Regions from separate parts of the Mus musculus genome. Here region 2 is linked to region 1. A link is a contact called in public HiChIP or PLAC-seq data. All regions are on one chromosome and are shown on one strand. Each heading gives the region's core, a stretch centred on a gene start, on an enhancer-like site or on the middle of the called end of the contact. The rest is flanking DNA. Distances are from core to core; before and after follow the strand shown.

Region 1 (4,259 bases), core at 1,056-3,555:
GAAGACACCAATGTCCTGTTCTCTGCTCTACCAACACGGTTCGCTCTGAATTCAAAAGTTCACTTCTCCCTTCAAAATATTAAATTGACCACCAATGTTAAACCTGGATAGGTTTAATAAAGAGGAAACAGCCTTGTAACACTAATAAACAAGATACGGGGGTCAAAAGAGAAAGACCAAGAGAAAGCTCAGCATCGTGGCAGCCATGTTTTGAACATCTTTCAGACTTGTGCTGAGCAGAGCCTAGTTACAACCGAACAAGCTGGTGTACAGTGAAATGAAGGCTGCCCAGGTCCTCCCGGGATGCCCAGAGGGAAGGTCGAGTGATTCCTGCCTGATACTGCCTGTCTGGTGTAGCTCCCTCAACCTGCAGTTACCGAAGCAGACCACTGAAAGCCGAAGCCACCTATAGATGTGTGCAGCACTAGGGGGTAGCCACCTATAGATGTGTGCAGCACTAGAGGGTAGCCACGGAGTACAAATGGATTCTGACTAAATTTTCGAATCTTGAATTTTAAACTTTAAAATCAAGCACCATCTAGGAAAGGACTTTTTTTTAAAAAGGGGTGTGTGTGTATGTGTGTGTGTGTGTGTGTGTGTCTAACTTTTAAGGAAGTTGGCTTTCAATCCAGAGCATGAGACAGTGTGCTGTGTTCCTAGTACTAGGCTGGCTACTGCCAGCACTAGGTTGACAGCTCTCTCTGCTAATGCTGCTTTGTGTGATCTTCAGTGAACCTTTGACTCATCTCATATCCCTGGGCACTCGGTCTAGTGAGCGTTTTGTCATCATGTACAGTAGAGAACTAGTTGAATTAACCATGTGATGTTAACTATTATTAATAAATTTTAACTTTTTTTTTTCAAAATATTCAGTGTGTGATTGGATCTTTTAAGTGGGGCAAGTTAGGACTTCCTGGTCAGTCTGATCAATCACTGATGGGGTCGATACATTTGGAGTGGCCTGTTATCTTTCAGTGTCCGTGGAGACGGATTCTGGAATTCTGAAGCCTGTGGGGGTCGGATCCTGTGATTGCTTTCTATGGCGGAGATAAGCGCCGTGAACGATCAGATGCTGAGAGCAGAAGCTGAGCCTCAAGCAGTAAAGACAGAGTGGTGTGAGTCCTTAAACCCTCTGCAGCTCCCAGTGACACATTCCTCCAACAAAGGCACACCCCCTAAGCCCCTCCAAACAGCAGCACTAACCGGGGACCAAATACTCATGAGATGGGAGAGAGAGAATGGGACTAGTGTTGAGCCTTGAACCCAGGGCCACCTGTTCAGTGGACTTCACCCCTGGTTCTCCCAACACCACTTTCAGATGGGGTCTCATGTAGCCCAGATTGGCCTCAGACTCCTGGACCAGTTTTAGCCTTCCATATGCTGGGGTTACAGGCATGTGCCACCACACCTGACCACACTTGTTTTATACTTTTTTGAGTATAAAACACTGGGTTGCTCAGTGTGTAGACTTGAACCCCTTGTAGCCCAGCATGCTCTGCGCTCTTTGGTCTTGCACTCTTAACCCTCCTGTGAGGATGCATTTATAGACAGTCCTTTTGTGAGACAGGCTCACTATGTACCCCCAGGCTGACCCGCATCTTGCTATGTAGATCAGGCTGGTCATAAACCTGGCAGGCCTCTTTATCCTTCCAAGAACTTGGAGCTACAGGTAGGAGCCACTACAAGCTAAAGAAGTGACAGGAGCAGGACGGTGAGACTAGGTCCAGACGGTCTGCCCTTGTGATCCCAGGGCTGGGGAGGCTGAGGCAGGTGGATCCCTGGAGGTCACTGGTCTGCAAGCCTAGCTTACCCAACAGGTTCCAGGCCATAAGAGACCATGTCTTGAGAAACAAGGTGGACAGCTGAGGAAAAACAGCCAAGCCCATCCTTTCACTTTCTCACATGCACCCGTGAGTGCATGTCTGGGACTTTTCTAGCCTTTACATTTCAGAAAACACTGCCTTAAAAAAGTGATAAGATTGGCAAGATAGTTAAGAGCATAAAGGAACTTGATATGCAAATCTGATTTGATCCCTGGAGCCCACCACAGAAGGGGAGGATTGGTTTCTCACAAGTTGTCCTCTGATCTACACAACACACACATCCACTCACACATGGAGGTCCAGTTTTATCCTACACTGAATCTGAGTCCATGATCAAGCGGGACTGCGTTTCTTGGTGCACACGTGGGTCCTTTGTTTTCCCTTCCAGCCTGGCTTTCTAAAGCTCATTCCACTGACTTAAGTATATGAGGATGGCCTTGAAGTGACTCTCCTGCCTCCAGGCGCTGGAATTCCAGGCATGTGCCACCACCCCCCAGCTTAGAGGCCTCTTTGGCTTTTCTGCCTCAAAGCAGATTCTTACAGATTCCCCACTCTGGGCCTCTTGAGTTTTGCAGCTGGCTTGTTCCTGTCTGTAACATCAGCCATACTGCTCAGCACAGTGTGGGCACCTCTTTCCCCAGGTCACTTTGGCCTCTGGCAGCGGGATGGAAAAGCTACATTCGTTATGTCCCATGGATGGGGCTGGGGCACAGACAGCTCCGCACAGACCCTAACATTGGACTAGCAGGGAATATTTTAGTGCGATTTAGGGTACATTTACCTGCGGTGAGGCCCTCAATGTCCCGGATAGCACGTGTATCTCTTTCCTAGGCTGACTCCCCATCCTCCCAAGGAAAAATTAGTTTCCTCCAAGCAAGCAGACTGCACTCACACTGCTCCCAGCTTGGAAAGCAGTTTCCCAGCCAAACCCCAGGCAGCCTGTCTCCCTGTTTTGTTTTCTTCGGCTGGGCCCCAGGTGCCACAGGCTGGAACACAGGCACTCCGGTGTTGAGAGCATTTTCTAGCCTTTGCACAATCCGCTTTTGCTTTTCTGTTTTCCAATTTCCCTCTGAGCCATGTCTCTTTTGTTCTTCCCTCACCATCGGCAGTCTGAGCACCCTGCTTGACGCCACCTCGTTTCTGTACGAGTCTGGATGAGGCATACATTGTTTCGTGCCGTCTCTGGTTTTCTTTATTTCCTTTTCTAAGGACATGGATGAAATACAGGGGCCTGAAAATGCTGTGTGCTCTAAACTAAATGATAGATCCTTAGCTCTCTGTGATGCTTTAATAAAAACACACAAAACATAGTTGGCTAGAGTCTTGTGTCCTCTCTCAAAGCAGGGTTTGTTTACATATTTCTATCTATCTATCTCTATCTATCTATCTATCTATCTATCTATCTATCTATCTATCGTGTGTGTGTGTGTGTGTGTGTGTGTGTGTACGTACATGGGGAGGCCAGAAGAAAACCTAGAATCAGCTTCCTTCTTCCATCCTGTGGGTCTTGGGATCAAACTCATGTTGTTCGAGTCATAGGCAGGTATCTCCACCCACTGGGCTCCCTACTTGTCTGGCACATTTTAAGGCCCATAGACATTGCTGTGTTTGCATCTATTTCATTACTTCTAGTAGCTACAAATGTCTTGTTCTGTGTATGTCCTGTCTGCCCATTTGTTTTCTCATGGGTGAAGATGTACTATTGACTCAACAATGGCTACACAGATACCGTGGCTTTAAGCCCCTTGTAATGGCTAATCTTGGTTGTCAACTCTGCTACATCTAGAACCAACTAGACCCCAAGAGTCCAGCACTCTCCTGTGAAGGGTTTTCTTCATCAGATTAGTTGAAGGAGGAAATCCCACCTTCTAGTCCAGGACTGGGTGCAGGGAAGCTTTCCCTTTGGCCAGCTTGCCCCATTCTCACCGAGATGCCCATCTACGCAGTCGCTACAGCCAGGACTAAGCTCAACTTCTTCCAATGTAGGCTGGAACTCAGCAGCTCTCCAGGAGTCTCCCAGGACTCCAGCACAGCCTGGATCTGCTAAGACATCTACTCTTGTGGTCTGAGCAATTCCAGAGTATCGGTCTTTCCGCTGTAAGACCGGCATTGTTAGACTACCTGAGCTATGCTATTTGAAAGTGTGGTCTCCTGGCTTCATGCTTTGGCTGCCTGCTGCTGTGGTGTCCCTGTCATGATAGACTCTGATCTAACACTCTGGAACCCTGCTGAAGTCCTGGATAAGCCTTTCTTCTGATGACTGTTCAGGGCAAAGAACTTCATCAGAAGAGATTTTTTTTTTTTTTTTTTTTTTTTTAGCAAAGGTTCACCAGGTACATACTTGCCTGCCTCTCAAGATCCCCTTTCTGCCCAGCCCCACTCCAGCCATGCTGGAGCTGAGCAGAGGACAATCACAAAGGGAAAGAGATGCGAAGG
Region 2 (4,412 bases), core at 1,656-4,155, 130 kb before region 1:
AGTCCTTGTACCTCAGTTACTTGGCAGCATGTTTTTAGCTGGAGAATAGAGAAACTGAGTAATGGTTATATAATACCAACATGTAACTAATACATTGAGGCAAAAAGAGAAGGGTCTTAAGAACACCAAATATACCCTCAGAAGGTGTCAAAGTTTCCATATAATTATACTTGTTTGTGTGTTTGAAGATAAGGTCTGTCTGTTTGGTCCAGGCTGACCTTGAACTTGCAATCCTCCTGCCTCTGCCTCTTCAGTGCTGGCATTGCAGACCATGTCACCACACCCAACTACAGGTGACACTTGTATGAGAGTTCACGTTCTTTCTTCCATGACTTGTATCCTTATGTACAAATTAGAGTAACACATGCTAGCCTTTGGATCACCAGGTAAGGCACCCTGGAAATGCAAATTACTTTCCTGGGGATCCTGAAGACACCATGTACTCGCAAAAGCACCCCTGAAAATGTGCTGAGATTGACACAGGTGTGGAGGTACCTCAAGGAGGGGACCTTGGACCCTGCAAAGCAGAACCACACACTGAGGTTGGAACTGTACAGAGAGCATCATGTTGATCCAGCGCTGGGGCTTAGGCAGGTCTCTACACTTCTCCACAAGTCACCTTTCAGGCTGGGGGAGAAGAGCTTGAGTTCTCATCCAATTCTGTCTTTTTATGGTATTGGGAATCTAACCCAGGGCCCCAGGCATGCTAGACAGATGTTTTACCATTGAACTAAATACTTAGTCCTGTGTTTACTTTTTATTTTGAAACAGGATGTTACTAAGTTGCCTGGGCTGGCTTTAACCTCGTGATATTCCTTTCTTCTCCTCCTAAGTAGCTGGAATCACAGGTATACCACAGTTTTACTACAATAAAACTTAAGGAACAGAATGAGCAGGGCAGTGTCTACATCTGGAAAGGCAGATGCAGTCGGCAGGCACCGTGGGCTCCTGGGGTGTCCCCCAGAGAGAGCAGCTGGCGAGTACAGGAAGCTAGCCATTTGCCACTGGGCCTGGTCTGGCCCACGCAGTATATTCAAGAACTTCAAAAAAAAAAACCGGGACTAGACATGGTGGTGCAACCCTTTAATTCCAGCCTTCAGGAGATAAAAACAGCCTGCTACCTAGTGAGTTTTAGGGTCACAGGGGTACATAGAGAGACCCTGTCTTGAAAAACAAAACTAGTAAGAACAAAAAGAACTTCAAACGAGTTGCCACAATTAAATATCAGTATTTAGGGACTTCTATTGAAAAGTGGGAAGGTAAAGTTGACTTGGCCTATATCCCTATGTGGTCAGTCACCATTTGCCAGTTGTTCCTTAACTGTCCAGTCCAGTCTGAAACGCCTGTTCTCTCATTGGGTCAATTACATCTCTGGCCATATTCTCTGATGACTTAGCCATCTGAGTCCTGCCATGTGGGGTCAAGTCACACCTCTGAGTGAGTGCATTTCCGAGGTGAGGTGGTATAATTTGACCTATTGTGTGAGTTCATAAAAGGGCTACTGTACCACGTGAGATGCTGGCTGGCTGGGTGTGGTGGTGCACACCTGTAATCTCAGCACGTAGGAAGCTCAGGGAGGGAGGGATCCTGAGAGTTTGAAGCCAGGCTGAGCTACATACTGAGTTCCAGACATGTTCTGGCATGCCTAGAGAGACCCTGTCTCAAAAGAGCTGAGTGAGAGGATATGAGAGCCTAGTCAGTAAAGGACCTGCTTGAAACCCAGAACTCACAGCTTTGACCCATGCATTTATCCCCCTAGAGCCTCGGAGGCCAGACAATTAGATTACTGGATCACCAGCAAGCCAGCCTAGCTTGTGAAGCTAGCTCCAGGCCAGCAAGAGACCCTGCCTCAAAAAACAGAGGGGCAGCTTCTGAGGAGTAAAACCTGAGGTTAAGATGTACACAGTATGCACATCCTCTTCACATATACTCACAGGAACACACACACACACACACACACACACACACACACACACACACACACTCAACACACACACACACACACACACACACAAAAGCATTCACAGAGAAAGGGCATGGGATGTGGCTAAGCACTTGCCTTGTAAGTTTAAAGGCCTGGATTTCATCCCCAGCACTGCCAAAATACAGATAATAGATAGATAGATAGATAGATAGATAGATAGATAGATAGATAGATAGATAGATAGATAAAACGGACTAATGAATGAGTTATTTAAGAGGGTGTGAGGGGGTTCCACAGATTGTTGGTTGTAGTTCCAGATAAGGTTATGAAGGAGAATCCTCTATGTTGGAAGCCCTGGTTCATACTGAGCACTATTTGAAGTGTTTGTGTGTTATTTTATTTTATTTTAGACCTACGCAGCCTTTTTACAGACTTAAACAACCAGCTCACACATTCAGCAGCTATCCCCACCCTCATTTCACACACAAAGAAACTGAGGCACAGGGAGGTAAAACGACTTAGTGTCTCACGGAGGCAGGGAATGTATGGGACTGTGATGGGAACCCAGACAACCAGCACCCACTCGCCCCACATGCCCTGAGACACTGTGTGAGGCTTCCTGGTGTGTCTGTCTTTTCTCATTTGTGAAGGGCCTGCCTGAGATGAAATCATGCAGGACTCTCAGATACATGCCAGTGTGTGTGTGTGTGTGTGTGTGTGTGTGTGTGTGGTAGTGAGGAGCAATGAGTAGAGGGGCCAGGAGAAAAAGGAGATGGGCAAAGAATCAGGGTACAGTCCTGTGGGTGGGGAGCACGGATGAGGGAGAGATGCATGTTTAAGTACTGGTAGTTGTCCATTAACCTGCAGATCAGGCTTCTAGCTTCCTTCGGGCTGCGGCTCAGCTTATCAGCCTCTCTCCAGTTCTGGCCTGGGGACTGCAGGGTGGGGAAGGGATTTTACTAGTTTCCATTCTTGAAATTCCAACCCCTGTGAACAAGAATCAGTTAGGGAGTCCTCCCTACAGGGCGGCAGCTGAGCTGTGGCAGTCCTCCCTACAGGGCGGCAGCTGAGCTCGGGCGTCCACACACAGGTATGCAGCGTGTGGACTGCCACAGAGGCTGACCTAGTAGGCCCTCAAGTCCCCCACCCTCTGCCCGTGGCTATGTGCCCAGGTGTGGGCTGCATCTGCAGGAGAAAGCAGAGCTTTTCCCAACGGTGGCAGCTCCCAGGTATCACTGCTGCGTAGTAGGACACCATGCTCACATCGGACAAAGACTGTGTGGGCTTGGGAGAGACCTTGGTTGTACAGTTGAAGGTTCAGAAAACAGACTCTAGGTTCAATCCCTTCCCTCCCATCTGAATTCATTCAGTATCCTAGCCGTGTGGTTGTCCCCGAGGTCCCCCGCCCCTACCCCTCACCCGGGCAGCCATCTGGTCCATATTCCTTATACCTTTGGACCAAGCATCTTCTTTGCCTTCATTCATCTAACATGGTGACTCAGGGCTACCTTCCAAGATCCAAGGCAATACCCAGATGTTTCCCTTGGACCTGTGTCCCTGAGTCATTTTTTTGGTGACCTTCTAGGGCCTTGGCCTCATTGTGGCTGTCTATCTCTCCGTTCCCCAGCTACGGATCTGAGAACCCTCCTAAACTCTAGAGCAACACTACAAGTGCCCACGATAGATACCCTGCTTGGCTGTGCTTCTGGGCGGCTGCTTTGTTGATGCTCTTTCCTTTCCCTCCGCTCTGGCTCTGGCCCTGGCTTCACCCTGTTGTCTCTCACAGCTGGAGCTCTTCTGACACCCTGCCTTACTGGCCTGGCTTATAGCTGGGATCAGGCTGGGCTAGTAGGTCATCCTGCTCAGAGTTCCTCCCAGCCCCAGGGTGCGGCCCAGTTGCCCTGACCCTCCTGTGTTGTGACTGGGTATATGAATAGAGAACTGCCACACTCAGGAAAGCCCAGAGTGATGACTCCACGGGGCATGGTTCTCCACCTCGGTCTGCTCCAGTGGTGCCCTGCAGAATACTCAGGAAGGGTGCAAGGGCGTAGGAGAGCTCAGCAGAAATCACGAGTCTTTCTGCTTTCCGCTCAGAGGCTGTTTGTCCTTTGCATTCATGTGTGTGTGTATATTTGCATGTGTTTTTGTCACATGGGTGCACATGTATGTGAGGCTGTGTGTGTGCCCGCGGAAGCTCAGTATTGGTGCAAGATGTCTTCCTAGATCACTCTCCATTTCATTTCTTGAGGCAGGGATTCTTGCTGAGCCTAGACCTTGCCAATTCTGTCTAATGTAGCTATCCACATTGCCATGGTCCCCTGCCTTTGACTACTAGAGTTACAGGTGGCCACCAAGCCTGCTGTCTGTCTTTTATGGCTTCCCAGGATCTGAGCTCTCATCTCAGCTCCCATTGCAGTCACAGTAAGGATTCCCAGTTACTGCAGGTGACAGGTGGTGGTGGTGGTGGTGTGTGTGTGGCCACACATGC

Evidence for each region. HiChIP or PLAC-seq counts read pairs in DNA pulled down with a chosen protein or histone mark.
Region 2: a contact with region 1 is called in an H3K27ac HiChIP or PLAC-seq map of trophoblast stem cells, with 15 read pairs. The contact joins two enhancer-like sites. A contact is called at or near these places in 5 of 15 datasets of contacts at CTCF or cohesin (CD8 T cells, the NIH/3T3 cell line, pro-B cells and 1 more), 24 of 484 Hi-C or Micro-C datasets (the AML12 cell line, B cells, the Ba/F3 cell line and 16 more), 12 of 115 datasets of contacts at active chromatin or transcription factors (CD8 T cells, the HPC-7 cell line, T-cell acute lymphoblastic leukemia and 8 more) and 3 of 9 other capture datasets (adipose tissue, embryonic stem cells and liver).

Annotation. Positions count from the first base shown.
Region 1 is chr6:82,721,632-82,725,890 of GRCm38.p6, reverse strand. It overlaps Hk2 (hexokinase 2), which reads left to right. Exons shown (of 18, transcript NM_013820.3): 18 at 1-866. Among named protein-coding and RNA genes, the nearest start is that of Gm32480, 8.6 kb to the right of the region's middle. Within about 2 kb of position 2,305, at least 82 of the 459 cell types and tissues checked have an H3K27ac peak or open chromatin away from gene starts, as enhancers often do. A contact at or near this core is called in extraembryonic endoderm stem cells and trophoblast stem cells, where this site is marked.
Region 2 is chr6:82,854,939-82,859,350 of GRCm38.p6, reverse strand. No RefSeq gene overlaps it. Among named protein-coding and RNA genes, the nearest start is that of 2310069B03Rik, 25 kb to the left of the region's middle. Within about 2 kb of position 2,905, at least 45 of the 459 cell types and tissues checked have an H3K27ac peak or open chromatin away from gene starts, as enhancers often do. A contact at or near this core is called in extraembryonic endoderm stem cells and trophoblast stem cells, where this site is marked.